Regions from separate parts of the Mus musculus genome. Here all the other regions are linked to region 1. Evidence: chromatin contacts called from public Hi-C, HiChIP or PLAC-seq and promoter capture Hi-C data. All regions are on one chromosome and are shown on one strand. The core of a region is the stretch at or near the end of the contact, and the rest is flanking DNA. Distances in the headings are between cores, read along the strand shown.

Region 1 (2,779 bases), core at 136-2,635:
GGCAAAAGTACAGAAGCCACCCCAGTACAGGAAGCCTAAGACTGGCCCCAAGGTGCTCAGGTCTGAGGTCTATTGTGAGCTCTAGGCTGGATGCAGCCAGGAAGCCTTTGTGTAGCTGTGGAATGCACAGTCCCTTGCAAGGTGTGGGTCTGAGTCTATTCAGCTTCTTCCTCAGGAACTGGCATGGACGCTAGTGACCCCAGGACAGCTGCTGCCTAACATCACAAAGGCATCAAGTCACTGCTAAAAATTTCACAAAAATAAACCTGCTCAACTTCTGGCCAGTTTGTATCTCGCTTTGCATAGGTACAATGGGTCCATTTAGAAAAGTCCAGACTTGTTTTGTTGAAATGATAATGCATTCTAAGTGTTCTGATTATTTCATCTCTAGTAGAAAATGCCGTAGAGACCTTCCTTCTTCCTCAGATCCAATTGGAACTGTATGAATTATCTTGGAACCTACCAATAGTTGATTTTTTTAAGAGGAAGAAATGAAGCTAGGTTTCCATCTTAAGAGAAAATTTTCCTACGTAATTAAATTACATAACTGAATTTTTAAAAAGAGAAACTTTTCAAAAAAAAAAAAAAAAAAAAAAAACAAGGCACCACAGCACATATTCCCGTTCCCAACCATCGCTTTGCTGTTAACACGCCAACTAAAACGGTCATTATTCCAAAGCCAGGCAAGACTCTAGTTTACACAATGCATGAATCAATACACCATAGTCCACCCCCTAAATATGTTCAATTATAAAATGGAAACAAATAAAACTCAAACTAACCTGAAAAAAAAAAAGTGGCTACAGGTCCCTCAACGTGAGGAGACCCAGAAATCACTCACTTTAACGCCACAAGCTGAGAACCACTTGCCCCGCTCATTTCCAGCTTAGCTTCTTAATTCAGACCTTTGCGAGGAGGAATAATCACGGCCGGCCGAGGCAGAAATACAACGAACACACTGTGCACTGCAGGGCGATGCAAACAAATGCCGTCAAAGTCAGGGGAGAGTGCGGCCTCTGCTCTCTGCTCTGGGTTCCCATCTGAGCAGAGCCTGAACGTGCAGCTGTCTAGAACCTCAACTTAACCTGTTGAACATTCCCAGACAAAGCCAGAGCCAGCCACCGCGCGTTGCTGTTTTCCTGCTGGAGTGAGTGTCCTTCAAGCTCTCCCTGCTGCAGGGCAGGGTGTCTCTGCGGATCTTTTCTCCAGGACCTGCCAGGAACTATAATCCCGAAGCCCTGGAATGCACTCCAAGTAGAAACGCCCTCATCCCAAAGCCCTGGAACGCACTCTGAGTAGAAACGCCCTCAGCAAGGGAGAACAAAGCAGCAAAGTCCCGGACAGGGTGCAGGGGCAGACAAGGGAGCCGTGGCCTCCTTACCTTGACCTGGGACCTGCACCTGCCGGCGTAGGCTGATAAGGGCCGCTCGCCCCGCCCTCTCTGCTCTAGCCAATCCACAAGGCCGCCCCGCCCTAACATCCCCGCCCCCCGCAATTCCACAAATTAGGCGTTCGCCTCCCACCCCGCACTTACTCAACATACAGACCAGTCCCAGTACAGCCTGTGATTCAAATGAGAACAAAGGCGGGCTTAGCATGGCACTTTCCTTCCAATTCACTAAAGTGAGGCCCCCTCATTACACTGGGTCCCATGAACACTTCCTTGAAGATCTTTCCAGTTAGAACCGGGATGAAAAACAATCTGATTTTTCCCGCGGAGCAAAACATTCCTGGGTCACCTGGAAGCAGCGTGTAGGTCTAGGAGGGAGGGCAGAAGAAGAAAAAGCTGCCCAGCCGGTTTCTGGTAAACAATCTGCATAATTGCTAATTAGGAGTGGGGGGTGGGGGCGACTGCCAACCTCTCACACCAAATCATTAGGAACAGTTAGTTACCTGAAAGAGGAAGGGGAAAGGGGCGCCAGAAATAAGTTTCCTGGGTTTGCCACCAGCTCTGATGAAGAACACTCCCAGGACATACCACTGGCATTCTGGTCACGAGGGAAGATCGATTCCAACAACAGAATCACTTCATTCGCCACCGTCCCTAGCACTGCTTCTTCAAACCTGATTATCATTGCACGCACAGTTGTTTACCAGAATGGTGAAGCGGGCATTTGAAGATATGACGCAAACAAAACGATAAGGGTTTCCTCCAAACAAGCAAAATGCATCGGGCAGAATCCCATTTACAATTTTAAGTATTAAAATTCCACTCCAGTTTTAGATGCTGAGTGGAATTTCAGGGACTAGAACCATACCCTTAAAAAATGCTTAGAAAAAAAACAGCATCACATGCTACCTGCCAGTCCTGGTTTGATCCAAGTCATCTTCGCCCATTTAGAACTGTCGGGAAGCTTACAGGGTAAATTTGTAAGAAGCGTTTTTATTTTATTTTTAAGTTTCAGGCAATGAACTACTGTCTGGGAGGAAGAAATAAAAACCTTGACTCTAAACAACCCAGAACAAATACGTTATACAAGTCTTTCAGTGTGACCTGGCCCACAATAGACTTTAAAATGTAAAAATTTTAGTTAGTTACGGTTTCCGTCTTATTCTAGGCTTTCACTAGGATATATTCCAGTTTCAGATGAGGGATCCATAGCCCAAGACTATGGAAAATTAATACAGCATTTTGTTTTCTTGCAAAACACCATTTTTGTTTAGCAGCTAAGCACAATTTAAAGCTTAACTGTAGCAACCATTTTAAGTCTTTTTAAAAGATACAAGCAAACAGACCAAAAAAAAAATCCAAAATACAAGTAATTTCTAGATTAAACAG
Region 2 (2,804 bases), core at 217-2,716, 290 kb after region 1:
TAAAAGAGTATTCCTCAAATGTCAGCCACACTTTCCCACCTTCACCATGTCTGCGGCCTTCTTATTATCTCTAACCTAAATCTACCTAATAACTAAATTGTTTAGTTATTTTTTAAAAGATTTATTTATTTATTTATTATATGTAAATACACTGTAGCTGTATTCAGAAATACCAGAAGAGTGCATCCGACCTCATTACAGATGGTTGTGAACCACCATGTGGTTGCTGGGATTTGAACTCAGGACCTCTGGAAGAGCAGTCAGTGCTCTTAACTGCTGAGCCATTTCTCTAGCCCAGCTTTCTTCACCTTAGAAAGTAATAAGCATAAAACCATACGTTGGATTTGCTAACTTGTTTTTTCCCCATATATTAAAAACAAAAGACCTAAAATAAATGTGATATCACCATAATGAACTTAAAATCATAGTATACAACTTGAGAAACCCTGATACAAATTATTTAATCTGGAATCAAATGTATACCTATTATTTTAAAATGATATGGATAAAGAGGGATGTGGTGGTTGGTGCCTATAATTCTAGCACTTGTGAATTGAGGTAGGAGGATCACATTAAGGTTAAGGCTAGCCTGCACTACATGATAAGTTCTAGGCCAGCCTAGGCTACAGAGAACCTGCCTCCCCACCGCCCCAAAAATAAAAACAGAAAATAGTGACAGGGAAATTAAATGCTCAGAAAAGTGCTTTTCAGCCAAGCATAGGTTGACTCTGTTCCCTAAATCATGGCAAGGATCAAAGGCTGTAAGGGAGAGCATGGATTGGGTAGTTAGGGGAGTCGAAAGCAGTTGGCTTCCTCAGAACGGAAAGAAGGGCCTGGGGTGATGTTTTCCCTTCAGATTTCAGGTGTAGAAATTCTGTCATGCTCTGAATGGAGAAGTCAATATTTGATAAGCAGATGAACAGTCTCTACAGATCCTTTGAACACTCTTGCAAGAGTGGCCAAGCTCTCCTGAAGGCCTGTCTCCAGGCAACAGGCAGAGCCTGGGCTCCTACATCTATCCTCCCCTGAAGGAAAGAAGTCTAGTGTGACGGAAGGTTTAGAACAATTTCCAAGAGGAGCTTAGCCCTGAGCTGCCTGGACAGATCACCCACCCCCAAACCCACACACAGGGTCAGCTACTTCTGCAAAGATCACTAGCCAGCAGGTGACACAGGACAGGCAGGGCCTGTACCTGATCCCATGTGAAGCAGCTGTGACTAATGCCTGACACCTCTGTAGTGCCAGACATAAGGCCAGATCTACCAGCCTGTTTCAAGGAGAACTGAGGAAAGAGGGAAATAAATGACTTGTGGCTCTTTCTTGTCCCTTACTGTTTCCAGAAGCTGGATACAATTTATTCTACAATTCTTAGTAGGAAAACTTCCATTTCGCCCTCACCATGGCTTCAGAGTTCCAGCCTCATGCAGCCTGCTGGCATGTGGCTTACAGCCTGCGTGCCAAGTCACAGCTCCCTGGAATTTCTTGGATTGCATTTTTCTGAAGGAAGCTTTGCCTTACAACCTTGTAACTACAAAAGTATGCTTTGTAAAGACTAATCAGAAAACACTGCAGAACTGCAAAATTCTTAACCCTAGGGACTACAGCTCAAGGACAGACAGAAAGACCCTAAAAGTCAGAGAGTACTGAGCCTAAGCAAGTGTCTTCTAGATGTGACAGAACAGCCATGTTCATGAATTCACAGCAGGCAACATTCTAGCCTGGGGCTGGGACAGACTCATAAGTGGCCCCTGGCCCTCCATCCTGAGGAGTCATTGATACTTGAAAGCTCTAGGAGAAGGAAAAGTCTGGGCCTTCTTTAAAAGTGTGGCTCTCTGGAAGGCCATCCTTACTCTGGTAGGGAGTCCCATACCCATTAGAATTAGATGAACATCACAAACTAAACTCGGTGGGTTCTTTAAAAAAGACCTGAAGTTGAAAAGGGGTGGGGGCTGGTATGGGAGGCATCATGAGGAAAATGCAGGTAAATATGATGAAAATACACTGTGTGCCTCTAAAATTAACTTTGAGAATTTCACCAAATACTATTAGTTTTGTGTAACACTGTTGCAGTCAAGCAATTTTCTGGACCATTTTTAATCTAGGAAGACTATTGGTGATGTCTCAGATATTTTTCTTCCCAACATCTCGGAATGATTTCCCAGAGAATAACAAACAGCTGGTACTTCAGTATTAGTAATTGAGATTCATATTTGTGAATGTTCTCAGAAACTCATACAATCATTTATATCTTGGAATTCCCCAGGGCAAAATGATAATTAAACAATCAGCTCCCCGCTTGGAACTGGATCATCATATTTCTCCAAGCTGCTGTGCGGACCGCATGCACTACACACGGCCTGGGGGAGGCAGGGGCTGCTGGGGATGCAGGCTCTCAGATGAATGACTCCAGGGCTAGGAAAGGACAGCCTCCAGGAGCAGCCAACAACCCACACTGGAAACAGGACATTCAGAGAATTCTTATAGACTGAACAGCTGAGCTACCTGAACCAACCCTTGCCCTCAAAGCCATGCAATCAGGATTCTCTTAAGCCACTGCATACATAAAATTAAAGAAAATCTAGGAATAACTGGTTAAAGAGATGGCACAGTTGGTAAAGTACTTGTCGTGAAAGCATGAGGACCTGAGCTCAGCCCCCAGAACCCAGCTGAGGTAGCCAGGAGTGGTGGGTACACTTGTGACCTCAGCACCCACCAGGAGGGTAGGGAACAGTCCATCTCCCAGAGCAGCCTAACTGCCAAACTCCAGGACAGTGGAAGCCTGCTGCGGAAACACCAACACAGAC
Region 3 (2,873 bases), core at 8-2,507, 360 kb after region 1:
TGTTGAGATTACTGTGTGTGTGCTAGAGATGGGGACTGAAGCCAGGGCTTTGTGAGTATCAGGCAAGCACTCTAGCAGCCGAGCTACAGACATCCCCAGCCTGGTTACTGATCCGGTTTTGACTTCACCATAGCTTACCAGGGAATCTCTCACAAAGCACAGAGGATGCATAGTGTGAGTCAGACTGACGTTCACATCAGCATTTAAAATGAACAACATTTAGAGAAAAATTGTGTTACAAAATTCTTGTGTACTTAACAATCATGAGAGTTAATAGCACCAGCTACTGTTTCCTAGGGGAGGGTGTTCTGAGCTACTGTAACTATTCTAAACACATTAGCTCCCATAAGCCATTGCATCAAGCCTTTGCAGAATGTAGACTTCTGTCTTGCAAATGATGAAACTGAGGTCTGGTGGATGAGCATCTTGCCCTTGATCACACTGCTCGTAAGTGACAAAGTCTACATTTGAACAGAGATATTTCTAGCTCTCCAGCTTATGGATAATTTTCTTTTGTTTCCCCACACAGACCCTTCAGAGTCCCACGCAGCTCCAAGATGTAAGTTCTAGGCTAACAGAAAGATGCTAAAGGGACAGCTTTGAAAAGTGATCTCATTGCTTTCCATGAAGTATTGCTCCAGGGCAAGGAGTAGTGGAAGCATGCTTTCTTAGTACGTGCAAGGTCCTGGGTGCAATTCCCAGTACTGGAAACAAACACACACAAAAGCCACAAAAAGTTCTAAGACACCAGTATGGTGGTTCTTGTGCAAAGGTGATTTGGTAAAAATGAGGCAGGGCACTCTCCTTACGGCTTCTTCCTCTTGGCCATGGGACAGTTCTAGATGTCCTCATTTTGGTATAATATGGGAGGAAGTTCTTCCTGTTGAATCCTAGTTCTACCTCCCCCCCCCCCAACAATACCCCCCCAGGGGTGCATTAGGGATCATGAGGAAAATCTCTCTTGAGTGTTTGCCTCCCCGTAGCTTATTTCTCTTTCTGGGTTAAGGCAGCAAAGCAGAGCCTCCTTGTGTGGGCTCAGAGGTCTCCTGTGTGCTTACCCTGTGGCGTAAAGGGTGTGGGGAGGGGCAGACTACCTGGACGTTGGAGTCTAGACCTTGGTAACTGAGGCCTGAACAACCTGGGGCTGTATTTAATCTGCAATGTTGCCCAAATGCTCAAGCGGAGTATTAACGTCACAGAGGGGTCAAGGGCCCCAGGTCAGTTAAGGGTTGCATCAGCTGCTCTTTTCAAGGACTGCTGACAGCAGCAGCTGTTTTCCCAAGTGCAGACGAGAGTCCCCAAAGGGAATGCGCATGAGTCTCCACATGCTTCATTTGCTCATGAACCTTTGCTCCTAAGCAAACAGTGCATTTCACAGGCAGAAGCACGCACACTCCGTCTGGCTTGGCTCCTCTCAATTGACCTTTCTCCTGTAACTTCCAAGCTTGTTTTTAATAAATGTTTAACTTCTTGATTAATTTCAGTAATTTCTGAGGGTAAATTTTCACAGCGCAGATAATGTGTTCTGAATGCCTGCTGAGCTGTAGGCTATGTCAAAACTGTAAACACTTCAGATTGCTCTACCTTCCCAGTACCCTCCCTTACTATGCGGGAATGAAACTCAGTCTTTCTTTTTTTTCTGCCATCTGCGTAATTGCCAGCATTTAAAGATGCTTGCTTCTCTCTTTCGTTGCCTTTGGGCAAAGAATCACTTGCCCAACCTACACTAAATTACTATTTTTCTGGTTTGTTACCCCTCATTTCCCGAAGACTGGCATATAATGAATGCTCGCATTTTGATGTTTTTCTCCGGGACTGCCGTTTTTCTCTGGCAGTTCACCTGCTTTCGATTTTCTTCCTCCCCATCTGCTTATCCCACGGAAGAACTTCCCGCCCACATCTTTATTCCGTTTGCTTTTTAAAAATGCACCATAGCTCTTGGGAAGGAGGAAATATTATCTGCTGCCACAGAATCAGAACCGTCTCCTTTGTCATTTTGCCCGAGCAACTTGGGTCCCATTTTCTGTTCTCTCTTCTTGGGTATTGGACTTGGTGGCGCCATGTAATCCTGTAATGGAGCTACACTTAAAAGCCAGATGAATTCCTCAGAGAACCATTTCTCTCAAGCAGTCCCATTACCAGTGTTTATCAATGTGTGATTGACACGAAGATGCTACTGGGAGGTGATCTTGAGCGCCAGAGGACATCAGGGTGAGGTGCTTCCCAGCACGCTGACCTCCACTGTTTCCTTCCCCGCCTGCTGGACCACAATCTCCTTACTTCTCTTCAGTTATTTATGTCTGGCTCCTTCTTGCCAGTTTGTCTGCTGTTATAAGAGCAGATGTCATTATATGGCTTTGTGGTAGGGCTCTTGGTTATTAATGTATATCAGTTTGGAAGTAGATTGAAGCATGCTATGCATCCCACTGCGTGTCCTGTGTCCACGTTGTGCGTGCCGCCGCCGCTCATCGAGACTTCTCTGTTGAATCTTTAAAGATTATCTCAGCGTCTTCTTTCTTTAATTTTGAGACATGGCTGTCCTGGAACTTGCTTTGTAGACCAGGGTGGTCCCAAACTCACAGAAATCCTCCTTCCTCTGCCTCCCAAGTGCCGGGATTAAAGGTGTGCACCATCATATCATCACTCAGATGTATTTCTACTTAGAAATACACAGTGACTGCATCTCCATGTTTATAGATTTCTGTATGGTTGTGATATGATCTTTGATGCTTTTGTACATGTGTGAGGCCAGAGGACGGCCTCCAATGTTTTTCTCCATGCTCTGCCTACCTTTTGGGTCGAGGGGGAGCAGAGTCTCTCAATAGCCTGGTGCTCACCAGTTGGAATAGAGCAGCTGATCAGCGGACCCCAGG
Region 4 (2,792 bases), core at 183-2,682, 350 kb after region 1:
CTTCATGGACCATCTTCGCTCTTAGTCTCACCCAGCAACATTCCGTCAATTCTCCAACTCTATGTTCATGGGCATAGGTTGACTCTTGCTTAAATTGTATGACTTTTGATTGGGTTAGGAGGGCATCGGGGATCTAGGGCCTCCCTCCTCAAACACCAACCAGGGTTTCAGAGTTCATAATAGGTGGTGTTTATTTTGACAGAATGAGGACACATTCCTTAAATCACTCTGGCAGGCATTAAATAGTCTCTGTTATATTTTGTGCCTCACAAAATCCTAAGTGGTCAGGAAAAGAACACACTGCCAGGACTTATCCCTTACCCAACCCAATTCTTGTACTCCTCTTACTGGCCCCCCACTGGAACATCTAAGTCAAGTCTCTGCTCTCCACATTTGGGGGGGTGAGGGGAAACATAGGGGCGGTGAGGTTTTAATGTGTCCCCCAAATTTCCTCTACATAGGAATGTGTCTCCAAATCCTATGCTCAGGAATTTGGGTGGCATCTGGGATTAGATGAGGTCATAGTGTGGAACCCCCAGGATTCAGTTTGCACCTTTTAAAGAAGAGACACATGACTCAAGCTAGCATGTTTGGTTTAGCACACATCCTGTGCTGTCTTATTATTCAGCATAGATTTTCTCGAACAAGAGGGCCCTCACATGATGCCGAGCTGATACTGGTGCTGTGACCTTGGACTTCTCAGCTTCTAGAATTCTGAGCTAAATAAACCTTATTCTTCATAAGTCATCTGATCTTAGGTATCTTGTAGTATTGACCAAGGCATTCAGCGAGCAAGAAATGAGCCCACTCTACAAGTACATATTATATCAGGAATAGCTGAATACTACAGAGAAATGAATATTGGCAAGGGGTTGAAATCCCAGGGATATCCCAGACACAACCATGTCCTGTAGTTTTCTGAGTCAGGGGCCTGGCCTTTACTGAGCTTTTCTTTAGGCTTTAAAGGTATCCTATAGACTATGTTGATATCATTATTCATTTCCACTAGGGAAGATCATTGGGGGAAACTGGCATCATAGTCAGAAAATGCTGGGGCTGGAGAGATAGCTTTGCTGCTCTCACAGAGGACCCAAGTTCAGTCCCCAACACCCACATGAGGTGCACAACTGCCAGTAACTCCATGTCCAAGGAATCAAATCTCTGGCCTTCCAGGCATTCCCATTCACACACACATACCCACACAGAGACACATTCATACACACAATTAAAAAGAAACTACTGTCTCTGCTGGAAATGACATGATTAGTATGATGACATCATCTATGACAACACCCAGGAGAGGAAGACTAGGACAGCATTTCCCAACAACAACACTCCTAAATTTTGTGTCCCAAGTACCAACTTGTCCTGACATAGCTCCATTAAGCAACTCTCTGAGGTCCTTATCGATCACAGTGACAGTAGCACTGGGAGTAGGTTTCAACTGCAGATTTTCTGCCCCACCCTTGACTTACTGAACCAGAAACCCCAGGGCAGACCTTACCAAGCCACATTTTAACAGGCACAGTGGGTAACTATAATCCAATGGTGCTTAAGAGTCACTCACACCTAGACTACACTTATGGAAACAGTATTTCTGAAGTACAACTTCTACTTTGTAGTTTTTTAAGTCACTTTCTCTCCTGAGCTGTGCTACATACAACATTGCGAATCAAGGTGACATGCTATACATACAAAACAAAGCAAACAACAAAGCTAAAACAAATGAAGATTCTTGCGGTTAGAGAGTTAAGGGAACCTGAGGCTCATGGAGCCAGTGAGCACTGAAGAAATAGATTGTGGTGCATAGTGAGTGTATCTGTGACCTTAGCATTCTGAAGACAGAGGCCAAGAGGATCATGAACTTGAAGGGATTAAAAAGAGCCCATGTGCCATTTCTTCCATCCTTCTGTGATCTCTCTATTTTGGTCCTCACTATTGTTCATAAATCTAAATAATACTGACACTAAGAGGTTTCTGCCTGGAACTCTTAGACCAACAGAAGACAGGATAGCGAGGTGATATTGACATGTTGAAATCGCTAACAAACATCTCCAAGGTCTGAGCCATAGCTTTCTTTAAATGAAGGTTAGCATTTTAATTCAAGGCTTTCCTCTTTAACAAGAATAAAAGACCACACAAGGTTGGAAAACAATCACCTCACATGCTCGCTCTCTCTCTCTCTCTCTCTCTCTCTCTCTCTCTCTCTCTCTCTCTCATGATCTGGCTGCTGTTTCCAGTGCTGTGTAGAAAGGCCCAGGTTTGCTGGTTGTACCAGAGGAGTCACTGGCTTGTAATTCAGGGGTTTTGTGTGGATTGGTGGTTTCATGACCCATACTGCCACCTCCTGGGGATTTCTCCATGGCCAGCTGTGTCATTAGCCTCAGGGTTCCAAACCAAAGAGCATAGGTTATGGTCTCCACCTGCTCTGTTTTCAAGGAGCTAAAATCAGGATGATGGTGACCATTTAAAGAGTCATATGCAGAAAATTAAAAACATTCTTACTGCACACCAACCAAGAGAGAAAACGCATAAGGGATTACTATTTTCTTGTTTTAAGATAGAATCTCAAGAAGTGCGAAGCTGACCTTGAACTCACTATGTAGCTGAGAATGACATTGAACATCTAGTCAGCTGTCTCCATTTCTCCAATACTAGCATTGCATGCACCATCGTGCTATGTTTGTGAGGTTTTGGAAATCAAACCCAGGGCTTTGGGTATATTAGGCAAGTCTTTTACCAGCTGAGCCATGTTTCCAGCCTCTCTTTTGAAACAGAATTTAATAGGATGG

What was found. A called contact is a pair of places that touch in the nucleus more often than the background predicts. HiChIP or PLAC-seq counts read pairs in DNA pulled down with a chosen protein or histone mark. Capture Hi-C pulls out chosen DNA fragments and counts their contacts.
Region 2: a contact with region 1 is called in a promoter capture Hi-C map of liver. The contact joins two enhancer-like sites. A contact is called at or near these places in 2 of 115 datasets of contacts at active chromatin or transcription factors (craniofacial prominence and forebrain) and 2 of 9 other capture datasets (adipose tissue and liver).
Region 3: a contact with region 1 is called in an H3K27ac HiChIP or PLAC-seq map of hepatocytes, with 5 times the contacts expected there. The contact joins two enhancer-like sites. A contact is called at or near these places in 1 of 484 Hi-C or Micro-C datasets (bone marrow-derived macrophages), 7 of 115 datasets of contacts at active chromatin or transcription factors (craniofacial prominence, embryonic stem cells, epiblast stem cells and 1 more) and 2 of 9 other capture datasets (adipose tissue and liver).
Region 4: a Hi-C map of epidermal suprabasal cells shows a contact between it and region 1, with 3 times the contacts expected there. The contact joins two enhancer-like sites. A contact is called at or near these places in 1 of 15 datasets of contacts at CTCF or cohesin (large pre-B cells), 10 of 484 Hi-C or Micro-C datasets (the C2C12 cell line, MC3T3-E1-derived osteoblasts, the N1E-115 cell line and 6 more), 10 of 115 datasets of contacts at active chromatin or transcription factors (cardiomyocytes, craniofacial prominence, embryonic stem cells and 4 more) and 4 of 9 other capture datasets (adipose tissue, embryonic stem cells, liver and 1 more).

What each region holds. Positions count from the first base shown.
Region 1 is chr13:63,271,412-63,274,190 of GRCm38.p6, reverse strand. All of the region lies in intron 13 of Aopep (aminopeptidase O), which reads right to left. Among named protein-coding and RNA genes, the nearest start is that of Gm16907, 24 kb to the left of the region's middle. Within about 2 kb of position 1,385, at least 166 of the 459 cell types and tissues checked have an H3K27ac peak or open chromatin away from gene starts, as enhancers often do. A contact at or near this core is called in the N1E-115 cell line, adipose tissue, epiblast stem cells and 3 more, where this site is marked.
Region 2 is chr13:62,978,978-62,981,781 of GRCm38.p6, reverse strand. All of the region lies in intron 1 of Aopep (aminopeptidase O), which reads right to left. Among named protein-coding and RNA genes, the nearest start is that of Aopep, 15 kb to the right of the region's middle. Within about 2 kb of position 1,466, at least 43 of the 459 cell types and tissues checked have an H3K27ac peak or open chromatin away from gene starts, as enhancers often do. A contact at or near this core is called in adipose tissue and liver, where this site is marked.
Region 3 is chr13:62,906,700-62,909,572 of GRCm38.p6, reverse strand. No RefSeq gene overlaps it. Among named protein-coding and RNA genes, the nearest start is that of Gm40981, 9.7 kb to the left of the region's middle. Within about 2 kb of position 1,257, at least 52 of the 459 cell types and tissues checked have an H3K27ac peak or open chromatin away from gene starts, as enhancers often do. A contact at or near this core is called in epiblast stem cells and hepatocytes, where this site is marked.
Region 4 is chr13:62,926,206-62,928,997 of GRCm38.p6, reverse strand. No RefSeq gene overlaps it. Among named protein-coding and RNA genes, the nearest start is that of Gm40981, 9.8 kb to the right of the region's middle. Within about 2 kb of position 1,432, at least 19 of the 459 cell types and tissues checked have an H3K27ac peak or open chromatin away from gene starts, as enhancers often do. A contact at or near this core is called in the N1E-115 cell line and epidermal suprabasal cells, where this site is marked.